Linked DNA regions of Gossypium hirsutum: region 1 is linked to region 2. A link is a contact called in public Hi-C data. All regions are on one chromosome and are shown on one strand. The core of a region is the stretch at or near the end of the contact, and the rest is flanking DNA. Distances in the headings are between cores, read along the strand shown.

Evidence for each region. Hi-C and Micro-C count contacts between places; a contact is called where the count stands out from the background.
Region 1: a Hi-C map of leaf shows a contact between it and region 2, with 6 times the contacts expected there. The contact joins the promoter of LOC107924837 here to the promoter of LOC107924858 in region 2. A contact is called at or near these places in 14 of 34 Hi-C or Micro-C datasets (callus, fibers, hypocotyl and 3 more).

What each region holds. Positions count from the first base shown.
Region 1 is chrA02:101,214,006-101,220,832 of Gossypium_hirsutum_v2.1, forward strand. It overlaps LOC107924837 (flavin mononucleotide hydrolase 1, chloroplatic), which reads left to right and starts at 2,225. Exons shown (of 7, transcript XM_016855445.2): 1 at 2,225-2,537; 2 at 2,699-2,774; 3 at 4,125-4,176; 4 at 6,383-6,497; 5 at 6,581-6,651. The coding sequence starts at 2,326.
Region 2 is chrA02:101,026,492-101,033,519 of Gossypium_hirsutum_v2.1, forward strand. It overlaps LOC107924858 (indole-3-acetic acid-amido synthetase GH3.17), which reads right to left and starts at 2,339. Exons shown (of 5, transcript XM_016855450.2): 1 at 2,125-2,339; 2 at 1,595-2,016; 3 at 1,402-1,503; 4 at 1-188. The coding sequence starts at 1,872.

The sequences.
Region 1 (6,827 bases), core at 975-3,474, 190 kb after region 2:
CGTCCGTTGACCGGCCCGTAGCCGGAGCTCCCTCCTCTCCCCTCTCTTCTTTCTTCCCTCTCCCCTTCTCTCTTTTTTTTTTCTCTCCACGGTACAAAATGAATTTTTTTTAAATTTTTTTTGACTTATATAGGGGTCTGAAACGCACCGTTTTGGACCCCCTTTGTTTAGACTAAAAACGACGCCGTTTTGGACGCGGGTCGACCCGACCCGCACCAGGTCAGATCCGCGTGTTTTTTAATTCAATGGTATATTTGCGCATTAGATCCTTCCGCATTTTCAGTATTTAAATCGGGTTTATTTTTGTTTATAATCTGGCCCTAAAATTTAATCTGACTTGCAATCTACTCCTTGTTGATGCGCTGCGTTTTGATTGAATGGGAATATTACTGATTCAGTCCCCCATGTTTCGCGCGTGTTGCAATACGACCCCGTGGCTTATTTTTATTTTAGATTTAGCCCCAAAACTTCGATTTTAATCCAATTTTGGTCCTTTTTTCGTTTATCTTTAATTCTTATTTAAATTTTCTTTTATTATTATTATTATTATATATTATTATATATTTTTATTATATGCATATACATATATGTATTTATGTTTAGTATTTTAGCTACTTTATTTTAATATTTAAATGTTATGCTTGCTTTTATATATTTTAATAATATATTATTATTATCTTTATTACAATAGTGTATATTTTTATTTGTGTGTATAGATTTATATATATAGTATTTTTGTGTTACATTGTTGTTCTTCGTATTTTAATGCCATTACTATTATGGTTGTTAATGTAGTGAATGTGTTGTTGTATGTATACATCTTTATATCGTCATTGTTATTATCATTAACCATAGTATATATTTTGTTATATATGTATATATCTATTTGTGCATAGCATTACTTTTTAATTGCTTTATTCTAATATTTCTATATCGATTATATGTATATATATTTAATATGCCTATGTACATATCCATGTATTATTAGCTGTTTGTTCCTTATATGTATGCATTATGTAAATATTTTAATATTATTTAACATATGTATTTTCATTTTATATGTTTTACATACGTTTTTTAATATATTATACTTTATATATTGTTATGTATATTTTTAGTATATACATATATTTGTGAAATATTATCAACAGTTTTATTATTATTTTTAAATAAGTATATATATCGTGCACATATTTTAATACTACATTCTACAAATTTTTGTATTATGTAGTTATTCCAACATTATATACTTAGTATTTCTAATATCCTTATTATTTATATCTATGAATGTATATGTCTATGTAGTATATTAGTAAGTCCATTTTTATATTGTTGTTATTTCTAATGTATATGCATGTATCATCTATGTGTTATATATATTATATATTTTCAATATTTTTGCATTATTGCCCTATATGTTATTTATTTCAGCATATTTTTAATTTTTCCATTTATTTATTTTTATTTCATCTCAATTTTGTTTTACATTACTTCAAGAATTTTATCCATGTCCTTCTAATTAATTTCAACAATCAAGGCAATATACCGATTTAACATTAAGTCATCGAGTTCATCGCTATGTTGGGTGAACGTCAATTGACTCGTGTTAAAGCGATATACCCTTCTCAAAAACCGGAATGAACTAAAATTTCTCGTCTTCTTTTAATTGGATCACGACTAAATTTTAATATTGAACTCGTATTTTTAAAAATCAAGACAACACGTGTTTATGAGATGCCAATTTCTGGGCGTCGCGAGGGTGCTAATACCTTCCTCGCGCGTAACCGACTCCCGAGCCCTAATTTTTCTCTGGTTTTTAACCTAGACCCTAAACTCAGCCTTCTTTTTGTTAAAAAAAAATAAATCTAATAGGTATCCGATCGTACCTAGGAAAAAGGATCGGTGGCGACTCCCAGTTTATTTTAAAATCAAATTTTAGCTTTCAAGTTTTCAATAGATCGCCTCAATTAGCAACCGAAACCAAACAAATTTTACATCTCTACAATAGTAATAACTAATAAGATTGAATTTAAGAAATAAATAATTTTGAAAAAAATTAATTTTATCAAAAGGCATAATTACATTCAATATTTAATTTTATTAAGAATATAAATTTATAATTACAAATATATACATATAAATATTGGGCCAAGGCATTTTATTTTTTTGAGAAGTACCCACAAAGATGGATGAAACAAATGGTAAGCCCAAACATAGAGAGGCAAACCCAGAATTGTGCAGCGAACATTGACCCTTATTTCCTGGTAAGAGGAATCTGGAAATCAAAATATCAAAAATTCTCTTGGGTTGCAAGTGTACGTTTGGATGGCTCAATTGGTTAGAGCACCACCACCACCAGCCACATCACTCTGCTTTCATCCAAAACTATTTTCTCCAGTCCCCAGAACCAGGATGGCAATCAATCCCACCAACACATCACCTTCCTTCAACTCCAGGAAGCTTCCCATTTTGCTGTTTGACATCATGGACACCATTGTTCGTGACCCTTTTTACCATGACGTCCCTGCCTTCTTCGCGTAACTGGTTTTTTCATCTCCCTCCCCTCTTTCTCTTTTTTAATTCTTGTTTCGAATTGTGTTTGTTGGGTTTTTATCATTTTTGTTTTTATTTCAAACCAATATAACTGCCACTGCTGGCGATAGTTTTTGAAGTGATCAAAGTTAAATTCGATGGTCAGAATGTCTTTGAAGGAACTAATTGAATGCAAGCATCCAACTGCATGGCTTGAGTTCGAAAATGGGGTGATTGATGAGGTACACCTAGATTTATAATGTGGGAAAGTTATAGTTCTCTAGATTTTATTGACTAAAGTAGTCTTATGAGTAAGTGTTGTAAGATCTGTTAAACTGTTTGATTGAGGTACCTAACAAATTATAATATTTCTTGAAACATGTTTCACTTGTCAATTTTTTAGGATTGATTGCCATTTCAAGTAATAAAAGCTAAGTTGGATCTTTATTCCTTTGAATTTTTGTACATAAAGGCGAGTTGAATAGTGTTCCACAGTAACAGCCTTGACCTCAAGCTGTTTTGTGTACGAGAGGCTTGAAACCATCCCTGAGCTTGAATAAGTTTCATTTTATAAACTTGATCTTGACTTAATTAGGATCAAATATCTTAAAGAATATGTAATGTTATTTGTTCTATATCATACATTTATTCAGACACACATAGGCCCTAAAAATAATAAAATTATATATATTATAGTGTATATAGATGATAATATATGCATTTTACTAAAAATATACATTTTTAAATGCTTTATTAGCCCTGTATGAGCCTGAACCTGACTTGGCAGAGGAGGAGTAGAACTTGACTATTTCCTGAGTAGCTTGCACAGCATGTTGACCCACTTACAACCCGAGTTGGTGACACTGCATTAGTTTTGATTTTTCTTACTTCCCATCATTGTTGCCTTCTTACATCTCCTGCAAAATATCATTTACCTGTTAAACACAAAATGAAATGGCCCTTTGTAGTCCCTTTCCTTCGTCTTTGCTTTCTGATAAGTGGATATAGTAGCTAAAACATTAGTCTTTTAACAATATTTCTCTAGGCTTCAGCTAGTGAAGCTTGTGTACACAACCAAAGCATAACACACCACTTATCTGTTGCCTTTAGATTAACTATCAGTACATTCATTTATTATTATTTATGTTCTTTATTTTTCCGTATCCTTATTAGTTTTATGCCAACGTTAACCTATCCATAACCATGATCCTTTATTATATTGACCTGTATAGTTGATTCTTTGACAGAAACCTACTAGAACTTGTAAATTTCCAGTCCACCAGAAACATACTATTAAAGGATATCATTGCGGTTTCAGTTTCACATTTATAAATGGAACTTTTGAATTTATACTTTATTACTGTACTTTCTACCACATTTTTTAGCAATATAATTTGTGACTGAAAGCATGTAAAATAATTCCATGCCTTTCTTCTATGTTTAATAACCCCTTTTTCTCTTTCGCTCCTTTTCACTTATGGGTCTCTTCATTGCTATATGACCTTTAAGACGTTTGCTTTTCTCTCAATTTTATTGCCTTGCTGTTTACCTTCTGGTCTGGAGTGTGAGAAAGTTATCTTATTTCCTTTCAGGAGGAGCTAGAAGGAAAATTCTTTAAAGACAGAAGACCTTTTGATTTGCAAGGTTGGTTTTGCATTTGTTTTCGTGATGTTATTCTTTCAATCCATTGTTTCAAGGCTGATTAGCATTTTCATTAGATATAAGCAAAATATGCTTGATTTTAGTATAAATTCTCAAATAAAAAAGAAATTAAATATTTTGCATTGTTAGGGAGAGATATTTGTTTCATTGAGTCATTTTCTTAATCTTTTTGTTGCATATGACACATAGATTCCTTTTCCATTATCTTTTAGTTCCACAATGCTAATTTTGATGGTGTCTATATAGGAAACCTACGTTGCGTGGTATAGAAACGTTTATTGCTAAATGTAAAGAAAAAGGTTTAAGGATGCACGCATATTGACAATGTGGGGTTTGGAGATAAGAGTCTACTTAAGAAGTATGTTCAATCACTTCTCAGAATCCTGAAGAAACTGGTTTCACTGTTAATGGCTTGATGACATCAACCTAAGAGAAGTATGGGAATTTTGATATTAAAGAAGGTAGAAAAGAAATGGGTTGTGTTTGCTAAAAACTAAGCACAGCAATCATAGTTCTTAGGCCATTCTGGGGCCTTATATTATAATTGTGGATAAAAGAGGCAAACCATCAGGGTTTCTGATGCTGAATATATGTGGTTTAGGGGAGAAAACAATAGCAATTAAAAGAATTAGAGCTGAACAAATGAATAGGAAAGATGGAACTCTAGAAAACTTAAGTTGTAGAAAACCTCTAATTTTTCTATTAATTCAAAGGAAATAATCAGAATAATAATTATGGCCGTAAAGCCTAAAACTTATTTATATAGGATTTCTTTCTTGCAAGTTTCTAGGCTTACTTGCACATAAAGTTTTTTTCATGACCCTAGCTTCAAACCGTAAAGATAACTAATAACCCTAGCCATTTATAATATATCTAATACTTAAAATAAATATTATGAAATAAACTGAAATAATAAAATATTATAATAAAAATAAAAGCTCCTGTGTCATGAACTCTTCAAAGAAGGGTTTAGGTCGTTGAATATGAATGCCTTTGCTGATATAATGCGTGCATATCTCAATAGATGGTTGAGTGGATATGTAGTGTTGGCATAGATGCCGCTGCATGTTGATTCAAATATGTGCTTTATTGGTTTTCAATTCTGGATCATGCCCCAATTGATTGAGACAAAGAATTGATAATTTGCATTTATTCAGCTGTATTTTTGGCCTATGTTTGTTTTTCATAGGCATCTCTGTCCTGAAACATAGTCAAAATTTCCTACGATGAAATTAGGACATACATTTATTAATTACCATTTTTTGCGTTTCAACTCTAAGCAAAAGGAAATAACTTTTCTTCGAAACAAATAGTTTAACCAGCCACAGACACATGTAGAAACCTATGATATCATGTAAAGTTACTAAAATAACTTTGCTTTGCACACTGTTGATATCATAAAAATGCCTTTTTTTGGCAGAAAATGTGTAGGAGAGTCGATATATATATGTTGTTCTGTGCTCTTGTCAATTTTAGTTGGTAGTGAGGTTTATATATATATGTTGCATAATGATAATGGGATCGTACCAAAGCAGAGAAATATGCATTCCTAAGTGAGTTTGAGAGAGGTGGAGGGAAAGAGAAATATGCACACTGGTTCCGGTGATTGAGTTTCTAGTCTCTAATTACTTGAAAGATTGATGCAGAAACTAGTGTGAAATGTATCAGATGTGGTAAATAACTAGTAATTCTTGGACTTATATTGTTCTAATCTTAATGAATGTAGTATTAACTATTTCTTGAAATAATAAAAATGTATCTAATAGATCTATGGTTTGCCTACATATTTTTAAGTAATATTAAGAAAATGAAAGAAGCGAATATTGATTTTCAAGTGAAATATGATCTTTTAAAGTGTAAAAATGAATAACTGTTATTGTAGTTAAAAATTTAATGAACTAATCAATTGTAAAACTCAGGATTGTGCTTTGATTTGTTTTACCCTTGAGAACTGTACATGGAAGGTGGAATCAGGTAAGCTATTACAAGTGCATTTCCAGTCAGGTTTAGAGAAACATTTTGCATTTCTGCTTAATACAAGAGGAAACTATGATTGCAGTCCAATAGATTTCAAAAATTCTATCTTCTTTGTATTTCCTTTGTAATGTGTTTGCCCATGAATTTTGTCTAACATCTCCATGTTTGCCTTCCTAATTGTGTTTAGGTGTTAATTTCACTTATTTTTCAGGCCTCAAGAATTGTATGAGAAGAGGATATTCCTACATAGATGGAGTTGAACAGTTGCTTCAGGACTTGAAGCAAAACAATTATGAAATGCATGCTTTTACAAATTACCCAATCTGGTAGGACGGAACAGCTCTCCTGATTCCTTCTGATTCAGTAGTTTACAAATTGAAGATATGTAAATGAGTATATGTTTCTTCAGGTACAGAATAATCGAGGACAAGTTAAACATTTCAAAGTATTTATCCTGGACATTTTGTTCGTGTATGTATGGTATGTTCAAGGACTCAGTCTCTTTGCAATTAGAATATTTCTTCCGCACAGAAGGATGTCTCCAATTTTTAGAACAAAATGAAGAATTTCAATTCTATATTTATTTTTATTAGTTTCAAGTTCCTAAATTCATTCCCTCATATGTCACATTATAGCTCTAAGCGGTTACTCTTTTT
Region 2 (7,028 bases), core at 1,089-3,588:
TGGGGTCTGGACAAAAGATGGTCTCGCTGGGGCTTGTGTAAAGCTTAGGTAAACTGGCTCTAAATCCACTGCCCTTGAATATGCTGGCTGTAACAGATGTTGCCATGAGGCCACTAGGAGTTTCAATCTCTGGTCTGGCAAACATAAGCTCCATTCTTTTACCGGCTTGGTTGATGTCAACAATGTGCCTTTAAAATTAGACGGATAAAGGCAGATAGTTAGTTTTAGGAGTACTGAATTGCTGTTGTAAATGCAAAAAGCAAGAAGAGCAACTATGCATATTATATCAATATATGTACAAGTAGTATTCACTAAATTCGAGTGTTACTATCTGCATGGTGTATTATACATATATTGATACTATATGTATTTCCTTAATATGGTAATTCATATTATAATATATAACTATATAGTAACTATTGATTTTTTTTGTTCGAATATAATTACTGTTGATATAATATACCATGTTATATACCAGGGGCAGCCCCCTAAAATAGAAAATTTTTTAATTAGGCCTTTTATAGTTTATAAAATTTTAAATTAATAATGATAAAATTGTACTTTGACCCCTCAAAATGTTAAAAATTTGATTTAATCTTTTAAAATTATAAACATATAAGCTATTAAAATAGTAAAATTGTATTTTTACCATCGTAAAAATATACAATTTAATTTTACCCCAAAAACTTTTTCTAACTTCGCCCTTATAATATACTATGATATAACCTAACATGTTAATTTATATAATTATTAAAAAAATTTATTAATTTTAGTGTCACAAGCGAAGTGATACAAATTTAAAATATTAATATTAAAAAAATTTATTAATTAAGAAAATTACCAAAAAAATATTAAATTAATATTAATATTTAAACTATGATGAATTTTTGTATATTTTAATATTAAAATACTTTTAAAAATATTTTTTAATTTCATTATTTTTCCAATTTATTAATGATTTTTTGAAGAAATTAATTGAAAATTTTAAACAAAAACTAATATTATAAAAAAATATTATAAATTTATTACACACAACTGGCTCAGGCATTGACAAGAATAAAAACTAGTTTGATGAATTAAAAGTTTAAAAAAATGGTGAAAAATAATTAAATCGATATGATTGAGATATTATATTTATTTAAAAATTTTAAGTGCAATTATATCGATAATTTAATAGTTAAATTATTAAAATATTTATCGTACAAAAAAATTTATCGTACAAATATATACAGAAATATATACAGAAGAGTATAAAACTTTTTTGGGTATAAATGGATTTTTCCTAGTTTAATTAAAGATCCGATTATATATGGTTGTGTTCAGATCATGGATGAACAAGTAAACAGTGTGATTTCACAAGTAGCTGAAAGAAAAACTAGAAAATAGGGATGGGTTCCTTACTTTATCACAAGAGACTCGTATAAGCCACGAAATAATTCCCACTTTTTAGCAACTTGAGCAGTGACAGGCATCAGCTTTCGCTGCCCGCCTGAAGTCCCAGAGCTGCATTTGATCAAACAGATGATAGAACTATTAGAAGGAAGCAAACAATGCCCCAAAACACACAAAACCAAAGCAACAAATTCATGCATGCCTTAGAAAGAACCCTGTAATGGGTTCAGCTAAAAGGATATCTGATGTCTCCCCATTAACAATCCTATCTATGTAAGGCTTGAGATCTTCATAAGTAACTATGGGAACATTTTTCTTAAAGAGTTGCTTGTCGGTTTGACCATGGAGGAATCCCCTTAAATACTCTGTTCCTGCATTTCTACTTAGTATTTCCCTCAACACCTTGTCTTGAATTTGCCCAGCATTTGTGGTCAGTTCCTCAATCATCTTCAACCCACCTTCATACCCATTCATTGCCATCTAGGAAGCACCGACACGGGGAAAATCCCCTCGTACCAGTGTCGTACTGGTGTCCAACACGGACACGCTGCCGACACGGCCGGATACGTACCGGACACACCTTGAAGCGTGTCAAAAAAGGACACTCCCGGACTTTACTTTGGCCTGAATCAGAAACGGAAAAAAAACCCATATACAAGAATAGAACTTTAGTAAACAGAAAAAAATAACTTTAACATTTAATCGTGATAATTTATGAGATTTTTAACATACCTGATTCGCTTATATGAAGATGATGATGCTGGGTTTTTTTGCAGAAAATGAAATACAGAGCAAAGGCAAGGATGGTAAATGAGAAGGGAAAATAGGGGTAAATGGGGAAGAAAATAAAAGGGCTACATAAGAAAGAAAAAAAAAATAGTTAATGCTGCGTAAGAAAGAAAGAAAAAAATAGTTAATGGTGTGTAAGAAAGAAAAAAAAAATAGTTAATGCATTGTCTTATATAGTTATAAATTTATAATGGGGTAAGAAAGTAAAAACAAATTTATATATTAATGAAAAATATTAATATTTTTATTTATATTGAATATTTTAACATAAAAGATATATATAAAAATAATAAAAATATTTTTTATTACAGTATCTAATCGTATCCATATAATTTAACTAAAAATTAAATGCAAAGTTAAAATAATTTTTTTTTAAATATTGAAGAGCGAAATTGTGATGGTCTAAGTCTCTTTACCAACTTATTATTATTAGTTTTTGAAGAATCTTTACCAACTTTTAGAATTAAAAAAATTGAAATTTGCATATGATATGTATTGGAAGGATAGCGTACCCAAGCAAGAGTTTATTACTATATTATATTTTTGTTTTTTGAAATAGGTGGAAGGGAAATTTATTTTTTAAAATACGTTTTCTAAAAGATTTTGTGCGACCGATTTTCATTACTTCAATAAATTTTGAGTAATAATTGTGTAATAATTAACCTTCTTTACAAATTCCTAAAATAAAAAAAAATTCTAAAATTTATGGTTAAAATGTGTAATAAGTTTTTGTACTTTTTATAAATTTTAAATTAAAATTTATAATTTTATTTTTAGAAATTTAGTCATACTTCTCATATTTTTAAATTCAAAACACTATATTTTTTTATAAATTTGTTAGTGTGATATTTTGAAATAAAAAATACTCATTTGATAATAATATAATTAAAAAATTGACATTTTAATGAACCTGAATTTAATTAAGTAATCTCAAAAGTATTAATAGTTGGACTTAAATTTTAAAATCTAAAAAGTAAAAAACTAAATTCCTTAAAAAAGTATAATGATTAAATTCCAAAGTCATGAAAAAATATAGGAACTTATTGCATATTTTAATCATTTTATATATGATATGTAGTCATTGAGAACCTCCCAAAAAGGAGACAACATACCAAATAAACCAAACAAGATTTGTAAAACCCATAAGGCATACAACAAGACAAGCGAATGTGTCAAAAAGGCTCATAATATATAAACATCAAAGAACACAAAACTATAAATTGCTAGAGTGATTAAAAAATAAAATTTTTGAACCCTATGTTGGCTTGATAATCAAGGTGTTCATCGCCCTAGGTGTGGCATGCATTCGATTCGCACTAGTCGCATTACTATTAGGACTTTCCCTCCTCTTGTAATTCACAAAAAAAATCAAATTTTTAAATAAGTTAATAATTAAATCCAATTGAATAAACAAAATAGAAATACTCTCAGTTTATCCAAAATATAATCCAAAGAGAATAAGGTTTGCCTAAAATATAACCCAAAGTCAACGATTTTTCTGACATCCCATATAAGTGAATTTTGATGTACTTGGAAATATTTCACTACGCCTGTGTTTTAGATAAATCAAGCACTTGAATCTCAAAGGACTTTCTTGGCTTGCAAGATATCATGAAGTAAAGGTAACATGGTATGCTTATATGATTGAATGCCCCTACTTAACATTATGTTAGAAAAGGTTATAACTTTGAGTTCAAAACAAGATATCAATAATTTTGCCAAACATTTTTGACACTAACACAATAAAGTAAAAAAGATTATTCTCCCGAGTTTTTAAACAAGAAATGATGCAAACTAATTATAACGGTGATTTGGGGTTGAAATACTTTCTTATCACTCTTAAATCTAATATCTTCATGGCTTCCTCAGATTTAATGCAACTAGGTTTTTTTGTATTGGCTCAACGAAGTTCCTTTGGACACATAGTGATCCATTAGTGTAACACCCTAACCCGAATCTGTCGCCAGAATAGGGTTACGGAGCATTACTGGAGTTTACAGATCAATTAATTAGACATTTCATATAATCTAGCATTCATATAAGAAATCAATCGAAAACCAATTGAAATCAAACATATTGTCCCTTATATGAGTCCTCGAGGCCCAAAACACAAGTTAGAAACAAGTCAGGACTAGATCGAGTACTCAAAATTTTTTTTGGAAAACATTGAAAATTTTCAAAGTTGCAGAGGATACATAGCCGTATGGCCAGGCCGTGTGACTCATACGGTTAGGAGACACGCCCATGTCTCAGGCCGTGTAGGCATTCGAAATAGGGACACACGGCCGTGTCCTAGCCCATTTCTGTGCCAGTGTAACTCTCTGACTTGGGTCACACGGCCAAACCACACGCTCGTGTGCTAGGCCATGAAATCATACTACTTGCGCAATTTAAAAGATACAGGGGACACATGGCTGTGTCACCTAGCTGTGTGTTACACACGGTTGAGACACATGCCTGTGTCTTTGCCCGTGTGAACAAAAATAGGTCATTTTCCAAGCCATATTTCTCACCCAATTTGGTACCAACCTAAACACAACAATTTGCACATCAACAAACCATAATAAGACATTCAAAACAAGCCAAATCAAGTCTTAAACATGAAATATCACCACATTTTACTGTCTTTCATTCTACCATATCAAACACATAACAAATATGATAAGGCCACTTATATACACATCAAAATATACCAAACACAAACCATTCAAATTGCTAGTCTCAACAAAACCCTTATATGCCAACATTGGCCAAAATAACCTATATGTAATGACCCAAAATCCACGGGCACCGGAAAAGTGAGTTATAAGGCGTCCGTCTTAGTGAAATAAGTTCGAAAATAATTATTAAAAATATTTATGAGCCTAGTGGTGTGTCTAATTAGGATTTAATTAGGTGAAATTAGCTTAATTTAGAATAATTAGCAAAAAGAACTAAATTGAAAAAGGGGTAAAAGTTTAATTCTAAAGTAATAGAGAATAAAAAGGATCAAAATGACAATTAAGCCATTTACATAAATTGAGGCGGCAAATGGAAGAAAAATCAAGATTTTTCTTGAATGTATGTATTATATATATTAAAATTATTATTATGGTTTTATAATTATTATGATTATTTAATGAATATTATATTTTAAATACATTAAATAGTTGATAAATATATGGTAATAAATTATACATGTGTAAAAATTATATTGGTACATTTGTAATTTAAATACTAAATTACTTATAATTTAAGTAAAAAGATATTTGTTAATTAAATAATTAAAATTTTAAATTATGAGATTTTTGTTTGAGAAACAAATTAAACAATGACAAATGTAATAAAATTATTGGTACAAATGTAGAATTAAATATGTGTACAATTGTAAAATATGTAAATGATGTTAAAATAGATATTTAAAATAAATATATTATAATATATGCTAATTAAATAAGTAAAGCAAATAAATATAAAAGAGAAATAAAGAAACAAAAGGGAATAGAAACAGAATTGACAACGGGAAGCAGGGGAGAAAAAGAGAAAGAAAAAGGAAAAGAAAAATAAAAGAGAAAACTAAGGATTTGAAGCTTGGAGTTAATTTGGTAAGTTAATTAAGTCATTTTTAGTTAATCTTGATGTTTTAGAAGCTTTGAAACAAGATTTTGATGAAATTAAGTTGATAGTTCAAGAGTTCATATGTTTCCAAATATGGTTCATGTTGGACAAATTATGGAATTAGGGATTTAATTGAATGAATTATAAGTTAGAATTGATTAAGGAATTAAATTGTAAACTAGGTTATAAGTTTTATGTTGTAGGGACTAAATTGAAGAAATTTCGAAATTAGGGAAATATGCAGGAAATTTTATAGTTAAATATAAGTTTAGACAAATTTTGAATAGAAAAAGAGAGTGAATTGGATTAAGAAAATAATTAAGTTTAGTTAGGATTAAATTGAAAATAAGGTAGGAATTGTTTAGAAATTTAATTATTTATTATAATTAATGCTGTAAATAATAATGTAAATTACTATTATTTTCGTAGCCAACAAAGAACCTGAAGCATCAGCATCAAAAGGAAAGGAGAAAGTCATCGAGGACTAAAACGGGAGAATTACGGTGTGTATTACTATAATTCGAATTTTAATTATTATTGATTGCTGAATTTTTAATTGTTATGTATGGTAAGTAAGACTTGAGGTAAGTATGTGAAATTGATATGAATATTGAGTGCAAATGAAAGTGATGCAAATTGAATTAAATTGAATAGAATAAGTGAATTATGGAATATGTGATTATTTGAAAAGTGTATTGATTGAAAAAATAATGGTGATTTGAATTGTGAATTGAAAGTGATATAGAATTGAGAAAGTGAATTGAATACCCTATTAACTAGTCGGGCTGAGTTGGATATAGTTGGCATGCCATAGGATTAGAACTGTTCAGGGATGCTTCGACCCCGAGTCGATGAGACACTGGGTGTCACTAAATTTCTTCGGATAGATTCGATGAGGTACTGGGTACCAACTTTACTTCGGCTAGGCCGATGAGACACTGGGTGTCAACTATTACTTCGAACTATCCGATGAGGCACTGGGTGCCATATTGGTGTGTTTGGTTGGATCCGTGTATCCGCCAAAGTCCGAGTTACGTTAATAGGGTGAAAAATTGAAATGTGAATTTAAGGCATTGAAAAAAAAAGAGAAATTGAATTATGAATAGAAATTAGAATTGTGATAGAAAGAGAAAAGTATGGGCTAAATGTTCAAAGTGGTTTAAATTCAAGTTTGTGAAAAATACATTGATTGACGAATAATTAAATTGAATTGTTATTATGAAATGATGAAAATACAAATAAAAATAAAG